2 separate regions of the Pan troglodytes genome follow, and region 2 is linked to region 1. The links are chromatin contacts, called in public HiChIP or PLAC-seq maps. All regions are on one chromosome and are shown on one strand. Each heading gives the region's core, a stretch centred on a gene start, on an enhancer-like site or on the middle of the called end of the contact. The rest is flanking DNA. Distances are from core to core; before and after follow the strand shown. Region 1 holds the start of KRIT1 (KRIT1 ankyrin repeat containing). Region 2 holds the start of GATAD1 (GATA zinc finger domain containing 1).

Region 1 (3,956 bases), core at 526-3,025:
TCATCACTTCTCTAGAATATTTAATTAATACTGCACAGAAGCCTGAACTTTTAAAAGGTAAACAAATGTGATTTTAAAAAGACATAACTATGACAGTAACAGTATTTTGTTTTCTTAAACCAAATACTTTTTTACCATATCCCCAAAATATTCTTAAAATTCATTTTCAAGAACTATTCGTACTTGACTACTTAAAATCTACATTCTTCCAGTGACATGAAAGAAGGAAACAAAGGCTTAACAGGAAAATAACAAAAGTAACTAACATAGGAAGGTAAAACTGCTAAGGGAGAAACACATACAAACTGATACAAAATGAGTAGCTTGAACTAAAATACAAGAAAGGTATAACTAGAGTTTGCAATATGTTTAGACTGAGTCTGAGATGAGGGTTCAAGTGAATAAGTACAGGAAACGTGGCATTTTGTTATATGGCTCACTCCATTCTGGAAAATGTTAGGCACAAATGATAATATGCTCCCTAAGTAATAAGATCTTATAAATAAAGCAGTGGAAGTGGTCCTTAATTGGGGGGGTGGCACCTACCTGGGATCACTGGAAAATATGGAGGGCATTTCTGGTTGTCACTATGACTGATGAGGGGAGATGTACAACTGCCATTTAGTGTCCATGGAACAGGTTTGCTAACATCCTCTTAGTATGCTAGACAGCGTTTGCAAACAGAAACTGTAAAGGCACATATGCACTCCAGAAGGGTAAGAAAATAATGAGGCTGAGATCCTGAGTTGGACCACCGAGATGAAAGACTTCTGGTGAGGCTAAAAACATGTAGAAAAAGCGATGAAAGCCAAAAACCTTAAAAGATGGAGAAAGGTGTAGAGGCGAGAAGTGAGTTAGAGGGGGAGAAGTGAATTAGAATGACAAGCTGTGAATCCCTTTCCCTGCAATGACAAAAATACGTAATCACTCTGCCTGGGAGGTTTTTTCCTGCGCCACCACCCGTCAACGTCCACTACTGGGGAAAAACGTAAGCCTCTTTGCTCAAAGAGTTTCCACCCAAAAAGTGGCTATGGTTTCTCTGTAACTACATGTGAAAAATAAACTCCTTGCCTGGGGCAACTAGATGTGGAGATGGTTCAGTCTCCCACCTCTGTTTTCCCTCGCTGGAGTCGAACTTGCTCCTCCTGTTTCCCGAAGGACACCGAGAGGTCCCACCCGTACGTGCTGCCGCGAGTGCCTCTCTGGCCGCTACATTCAACTAAATGGGTGGGACAGTCACCTGGCGAGCAGGGGCAGGGACCGTCACCGCTTTCTCATTCCTCCTTCCCGCCTCCCAGGCACAGCAGCCCGGCCCAGCTTCCTGCGGCAGAAAAACCCTCAGTCGCCAAAAGAAAGCCGTCTTGAGGGTTCCCCCGCGCTCCCCACCCGCGCCCCAAAAAGCTCAGGTCTCTGGAGTCGGAGACCCTCCTGCCCACCTGCTCTTTACTGTCCTTCCCTCTCCTCGCACCTCAGCACCATTCACCCCTCACCCTCTCCCGAAACTACGGGGTCCCAGGTCTTCAAAGGCCTTAGCTTTCCACCCCGCCGTTACCGTGGCTATGAAATCGCTTCCGGGTTCACACCCTTTGCAGCCTCGCGGTTGGCGGTGGAAGAGCTTCCGGGTCGGCGGCCGGGCTGCTGCCGTTCCGGCTCCTTTTCACTGGACCTGCAGTCTCTCAGGGGCTGGTGGCAGGCGACTAGGAGACTAGGGTGGTGGCGGTGGGGGTGCCAGCGGCTGAGCCGGAGCCGGAGGCGGGGGAGGGGAAGAGGGCGGCCGGGGCTGCGCGCGCGCAAGGCTGGAACATGAGCCGGACTTAACCGCGAGGCGGAGGCAAGAGCCACCGCCCCCTCTTCCCCTCCCCCGAGTGAGGCGGCGCAGCGGCCGGAGAGGGATGGGGGGCGCCCACCCAGTCTGAGCCTCGCCGCGGGCGCCTTCGGCTCACGCAGCGCTTCCCGCGGGCCGCCAGTGCGCACCCTCGGCCACATCAGCCTCCGCCTGGCGGGTGCACCCGGGCCGGCGAGGAAGGGGCAACCGTCCGGGTGGGTGGGGCGGGCTGGGTACCTGAGGTCACCAGCTCGGCTGTAGAGGCAGGGGCGGCGGAGGCGGAACTGCGGAGTTGCTGGGTCCACCGACCCTTACCCTCAGCGAGAGAAGTAACCGTAAGTCTCAGCTTCGCGGTACAGATGTGTTTGAGGCTGCCTGTACCCATTTGTGGCTCCGAGTTCAGAGCTATCTAGTTCACACCCTCCCGGATCTACTAGGAGTGTGTCTGTCGCCTGTTTTGGAGCATTGTTGTTCTGTCTGTCCCCATCCCTGAACAGGCAGCATTCTCTGCCCTACAGGGCTTTTCTCCCAGCGAATATGCAAGCCTCCGGGTCTCCGTGACGCGTCCCATCCTCCCCATCTGGATGCATCTCCTTGTCCCTCTGTCCTCAAAGGATCTGTGTCCTTCCTCGCAGCCTCCCCCCCACCCCCATCCTTTGAGACGTGGAAAGCCACGGGTTCTGCCGACCTCGGGGGCTAGAGAGAGTCTTGAGAAGCGGATGGGTAAAAGTGCTCTGCAGGGCTGTGATGGGTGGGGATAGGTGCAGATGGCTCCAGTGAACCTTTATTTTTGCAGCTTCTGCCACCAAAACAAAAGAATGGAGCGCTCCCCTGTATTCTTATTCTTCTCCGTATGTATGAGCTGTTTTTCTGTACGTAGCTGTTTGAGTCGCAGGAAATTGAAACTAGAGCTGTAATAAAGCATCTCCTGAGGAGATTTTGAGAATTAGTCTCCCAAGCTCTATTCACACGGAATGGCATATCGAACAATCTTGTATTGAAATGACCATTTCAGAAGAGCTTTACTGGTAGATCTGACAGATAAATGTAAAGATAAGAGTCTGCTGTTTCAAATAGTGTATTTTAGATACCTTTAAATTTTAGTATTCTAATTTTCATCTAGTTCTTAATTTGTGAAGTATGTGGGTATGTGTAAGGTGTAAAAATCTGTGTATTGGAAGGTTTTGCTTTGTTACAAGCTTTTGCTTTGTTGCTTTTGAGACAAGAGACGTTTAAAGATCATATTAGATTGTATTTGATAATTATTTTCAATCATTAATTCCAGAGAAATCTTTTTTTGTATCAGCCACTCACAGATGTTACACACCTTGGTGCCTATGACCCTCCTGCTGCTTAAACTGTGAATGTCTTCAAAGTGTATTTTCAGATTTTTGAACTAGACGTTTTTTCTCATTAGAATTTGATTTGCTTTTCAAACTGCTCCTGCAGAACTTTCCAGAAATTAGATTTTAAAATAATTTTAATGCTGTCAGTGTTTGGACAATAGCTCTTATATGACTTTATGCATTTGCTACTTTTCAGAGCACCATAGGAAGCAAACGATAATTTAAGAATAATTTTACTGTGTACTGCAGGTTGTTATTCTGCAAACTACTGTGTAGTGTAGACTGGTAGCTTTGGTGTTTTGTGTTGCTGAAAAACATTGTCATTTCATTAAGAAAGATGGATCTGTTTAATGACTTTCCCCCCAACCTCCTTTCAGCAGTTGATTTTGGGCTATTATCTGATTTGTAACTTCTCACTGTTCACAGATTTTAATTTGAAGTAGGCTCAGGAGATGTAGCTCCAACTCTGTCTCTGGAAAGGTACTTAGCACAGAAGCCAAGCACTGTGCAGAGTTGAGTGTATTATTAAGGGTGTGGCTTTTGCTTTCTGTAAAATTGTTCAGTTTCTGAATAAGAGTAGGGTGCTATAGTGAGGTGATGGGCGCTATCTTGGAGAAGTCTTAGAAAAAATGTTGTTGATTCTCTTTTCCTTGGGGTAGGATGCGGAAGATAGAACTATATTTTCCTATTTCACTGTTCCCTTGACCACTACACCGAGAATTTTGAGTTTTCAATATGTAAGGAGTCTGAAAGTGTGCAGACTGTGCTGTAAACAAGGGCTCTAA
Region 2 (3,956 bases), core at 828-3,327, 200 kb after region 1:
CCACCTGCCTCAGCCTCCCAAAGTGTTGGGATTACAGGCATGAGCCACTATGCCTGGCCTCTTCTCACCTCTTTGGTTCTGTAGCTGGGCATGGGAATTAAACTAACATAAGACAGATTTACTGGAAAAGGCATAAAAGTTTTAATATTTTTGTACATGCACAGGAGCCTTTGTAAGAAAAATAAAGACCCATAGAAGCTACTAGGCTCGAAAGCTTATATGTCCTTTTAAACAAAAAATAATAAATTGCAGGGATGTGACAAGACAAAGGGGCTTGGGCTAAGGCTGGCAAATTGTGGGAAAGTGACGAAGAACCGTATGTAGAAAGTTAATGGAAAATATGGGTTACAAATTTTTGTAAGGTTTTGTTTGTAGATTCTTCTCAGTGGCAACTCTGCCTCTGGCAATAATATTCTCCTCTTCCTGGTACAGAAAGGGCACCTTTCACAAGGGAACTTTTATGTTCCGCTTCAAACAGAAAGAGGGTGGTCAGACAGCCTTCCCTGCATCTGTTTTTGCTCCATTGCCTCTGGCTCAGAAGAATCAGTATGCCAAAGTGGCATATTTTAGGATGGCAGGCTCTAAACACCTTCAGCATTGTTCTAAAATGAGACAACACTCTTTACCTAGTCTCCTCAGCCACTTTTACAGTTGGCCCTAATCCCCATAACAGTCCTGGAAACTTATTTTTACTGTTAAGGAAACTGAGATTTAGAGGGGAGGTGACTGAGCCACAACCCACACCCCAGAGGGCTGTTCCAAAGCCCTCCTCGAAATTGGTGCCAAGGGCAGCAGCTATAATGACAGCCAGTCCACATAGAAGTGCCTCCGTTGATCACCAATTAACAGTAAAATCTGATAATATCTCATTCCAAGGTTGTTATAAGCACTAAATGTGGTTTTGTGACATAATAGGCGTTTGTTTCTCCCCACTGCTTCCCACCACAATATATTCATCAAGACCTTTCCAAGGATACTAAGTCTAGGAAACCCAGGATCATGAAGAGAGGGCATGTTCTTCCAAGTGAGGCTGAGGAGAGACTTGTCTGGCGAGGCCTGTACTGACTAGTGACATTAAAAGAGGCGATCTGACTTCTCATACTGCTCTTGTCCCAGGCCTGCTGTTTGTCAACTGCTGGGTCCTCAGAGCCAAAACTGTTTTCCAACAATTTTGAATTGAATAACAGCCAGCTATTCGATTTTCTCCGCATTCTCTAATCTGTATACTTTTCAGAGTCCACAGGACTTGCAACGATATTATCCAAAGGCTGAAGAATGTGCGCTTGACATCTTAGGCTGTAAAATGTCTCAATTTCAATTTCTAATACATAGATGTCAGTGGATGGCATTTTCTGAACCCTTTGTCGATGTCCGTAAATGGCATGCTCTGAATTCAACTAAACAAAAGTACAGACATGGGGGAGGTGTAGGGCGATGTCCAAATTATAATTTTTAAGAGTGTAAAGGATTCCTAAGTAAGATTGCCAGATTTTTTTTTTTTTTTTTTTTGAGACGGAGTCTCACTCTATCCCCCAGGCTGGAGTGCAATGGCGCGATCTTGGCTCACTGCAGCCTCCATCTCCCGCGCTCAAGAGATTCTTCTGCTGCAGCCTCCAGGGTAGCTGGGATTACCCCAGAGCCCGCCACTGAGCCCGGCTAATTTTTGTATTTTTAGTAGAGAAGGGGTTTCACCACGTTGGCCAGGCTGATCTCGAACTCCTGAGCTCAAGTAATCCGCCGGCCTTGGTCTCCCAAACTGCTGGGATTGCAGGCGTGAGCCACCACGCCAGACCTGGATTGCCAGATTTAGCACATAAAAATACAGGACCCCCAGTTAAACGCCTCTCGGATAAACCATTATTGCATGGGATACACTCACGCTAAAAAAATTGTTCGTCGTTTACCTGAAAGTCACATTTAATTGGGCGTCCTGTATTTTACCCGGCAAATTCTAGGCCTGAGACCAAAAAGTTTGAGAACCCTGCCCCTAGGCGACAGCAAGCGGAACTGCAGCAAGCTCCCAGTAATTCCGGGTGCTGCACTTCCGGTCAGGCGGTCGGGCGCGGGGCCCTGGGGCCAGCTCACCGCCGGAAGTCTCCGCGTCCCCCCGCCCGGCCAGATCCCTTTCCCAGTCCTGCTTCCCAGTGCCTCGGGCCAGGGAATCCTGGCCTCCGCCAGCGGAGCCGGCGGAACCTGCTTCCCGCCTCCACGGGGCAGCGCCAGCGGCCTGGTCCTTTCACCGGCAGCTCGGTGCCGACGCCCTCACCGCTCTTCCTATCGCCGGGAGTGGCGGGCCGACCAGGGGGCGGCCGGGCTACCGTCCGCCATTCCCGTGTCTCTGCGCCCGCGGGGGCCGCCCGAGCCGGCCACCATGCCGCTGGGCCTGAAGCCCACCTGCAGCGTATGCAAGACCACGTCGTCCTCCATGTGGAAGAAGGGAGCGCAGGGGGAGATCCTCTGCCATCATTGCACTGGCCGGGGCGGCGCGGGCAGCGGGGGCGCAGGCTCGGGGGCGGCTGGAGGGACTGGGGGCAGCGGCGGCGGCGGCTTCGGCGCGGCGACCTTCGCCAGCACCTCCGCCACCCCTCCGCAGAGCAACGGGGGCGGGGGCGGCAAGCAGGTGAGCTCCTCCGGCCCCTCCCGCCGGCGGAGGCCGACCAGGTGCTAGGCGGGCGGGGACGGGCTGGCTGGGAGCGGGCGGGCGCGGGCTTCCCGGATCGCCGTGCTCCTGCTGGCTGGAACGCCCCTCCCCACCTCCTACTGAGATCTTTCGTTTGGCCCATTCCCAAGCACCTGTTATTGTAAGAAATTCAAAGCAATAAGAACCAAGATGTAAAGCCCTTAAGAAAATCTCAATATACACATGTCTACACAGTCGTTTACAGTGTCATGCCACAAATGCAGGCGCTGGACCTCATTCCTTGTTAAAGGTTTTGTCATATCAGGTTATGAAGTAAGATTATTATGTCATTATTGTAAATGGCAGCTTAAGTATTCCGTTGCAGGGGGCGCCATAACCTACTACGTTCTCTGGCCTTAGGGAGTAAAGTTGTTAAGTGTTTTTCTCTATTGTAGACACAACAAATGAATAGTGTTTGTCTTGGTCAAGACTGACTCCTACTCCCGCCTCCTGCCCTATTACAAGCAGCTCACACCTTTTGGAGGCTCTGGAGACGCCTGTCCAGCGAGCTCCGAGATTCCGGGTGCTAAACTTCCGGTTTTACTTAGCCTAGTTGCTGTAATTACTTCTCTTGAAAAGCAAAAGCGCAATCTTAATTGTTAAATGCTCTTATAAAGTACATACTCTGGGATCCTTGTAAGATGATTGTATTGCAACCTTTATGCACTTTTTACTTCTTTCTCTTTTTGTTCTTTAATTTGTTTGTGTAACAGAGTAAGCAGGAAATTCACAGGAGGTCTGCTCGGCTCAGAAACACTAAATACAAATCTGCTCCGGCTGCTGAAAAGAAAGTCTCCACCAAAGGAAAAGGGAGAAGACATATATTTAAATTGAAAAATGTAAGATATTTGTGGACAGTGCCTTTTACTGTAATGACGTTGTGTGTATCCTGCCACTGCCTTCATTTCTCACCATTGAACTTGGACTCTGCCCTTGGTAGCCCTTCCTTAGTATTCTGGGGAATGGTCCACATTCCCCAAAACGGAATGAGCTCTGTTGCAGGAGGCTCACTGTTTATAAAGTTAATAATACTCTTTCCTTTTTTTTTTTTAGCTTTTATTTTTTCCCCTGGAAAATATAAAATATGGGTTTAAAAGAAACATCAACCTTGAGCCCATTTTTTGGGGTTCTCTATGGAAAGGAAGAGGAGAGATTATGGTTCTTGATATGGCCAGGTACACTAAGAAAACTTTTTTTTTTCATTCTTTAAAAATCTAAGTAAATATTAACACTAGAACTCATCATTTGCATATTTATTTGTTATTAAAGCCCCAGA

The links. HiChIP or PLAC-seq counts read pairs in DNA pulled down with a chosen protein or histone mark.
Region 2: an H3K4me3 HiChIP or PLAC-seq map of stem cell-derived excitatory neurons shows a contact between it and region 1, with 6 times the contacts expected there. The contact joins the promoter of GATAD1 here to the promoter of KRIT1 in region 1. A contact is called at or near these places in 1 of 7 Hi-C or Micro-C datasets (stem cell-derived neural progenitor cells) and 1 of 1 datasets of contacts at active chromatin or transcription factors (stem cell-derived excitatory neurons).

What each region holds. Positions count from the first base shown.
Region 1 is chr6:101,620,834-101,624,789 of NHGRI_mPanTro3-v2.0_pri, forward strand. It overlaps KRIT1 (KRIT1 ankyrin repeat containing), which reads right to left and starts at 1,776. Exons shown (of 18, transcript XM_016945150.4): 1 at 1,553-1,776; 2 at 1,072-1,321. The region is part of intron 3 of ANKIB1 (ankyrin repeat and IBR domain containing 1); the gene reads left to right.
Region 2 is chr6:101,821,500-101,825,455 of NHGRI_mPanTro3-v2.0_pri, forward strand. It overlaps GATAD1 (GATA zinc finger domain containing 1), which reads left to right and starts at 2,078. Exons shown (of 5, transcript XM_001166816.7): 1 at 2,078-2,620; 2 at 3,394-3,519. The coding sequence starts at 2,372.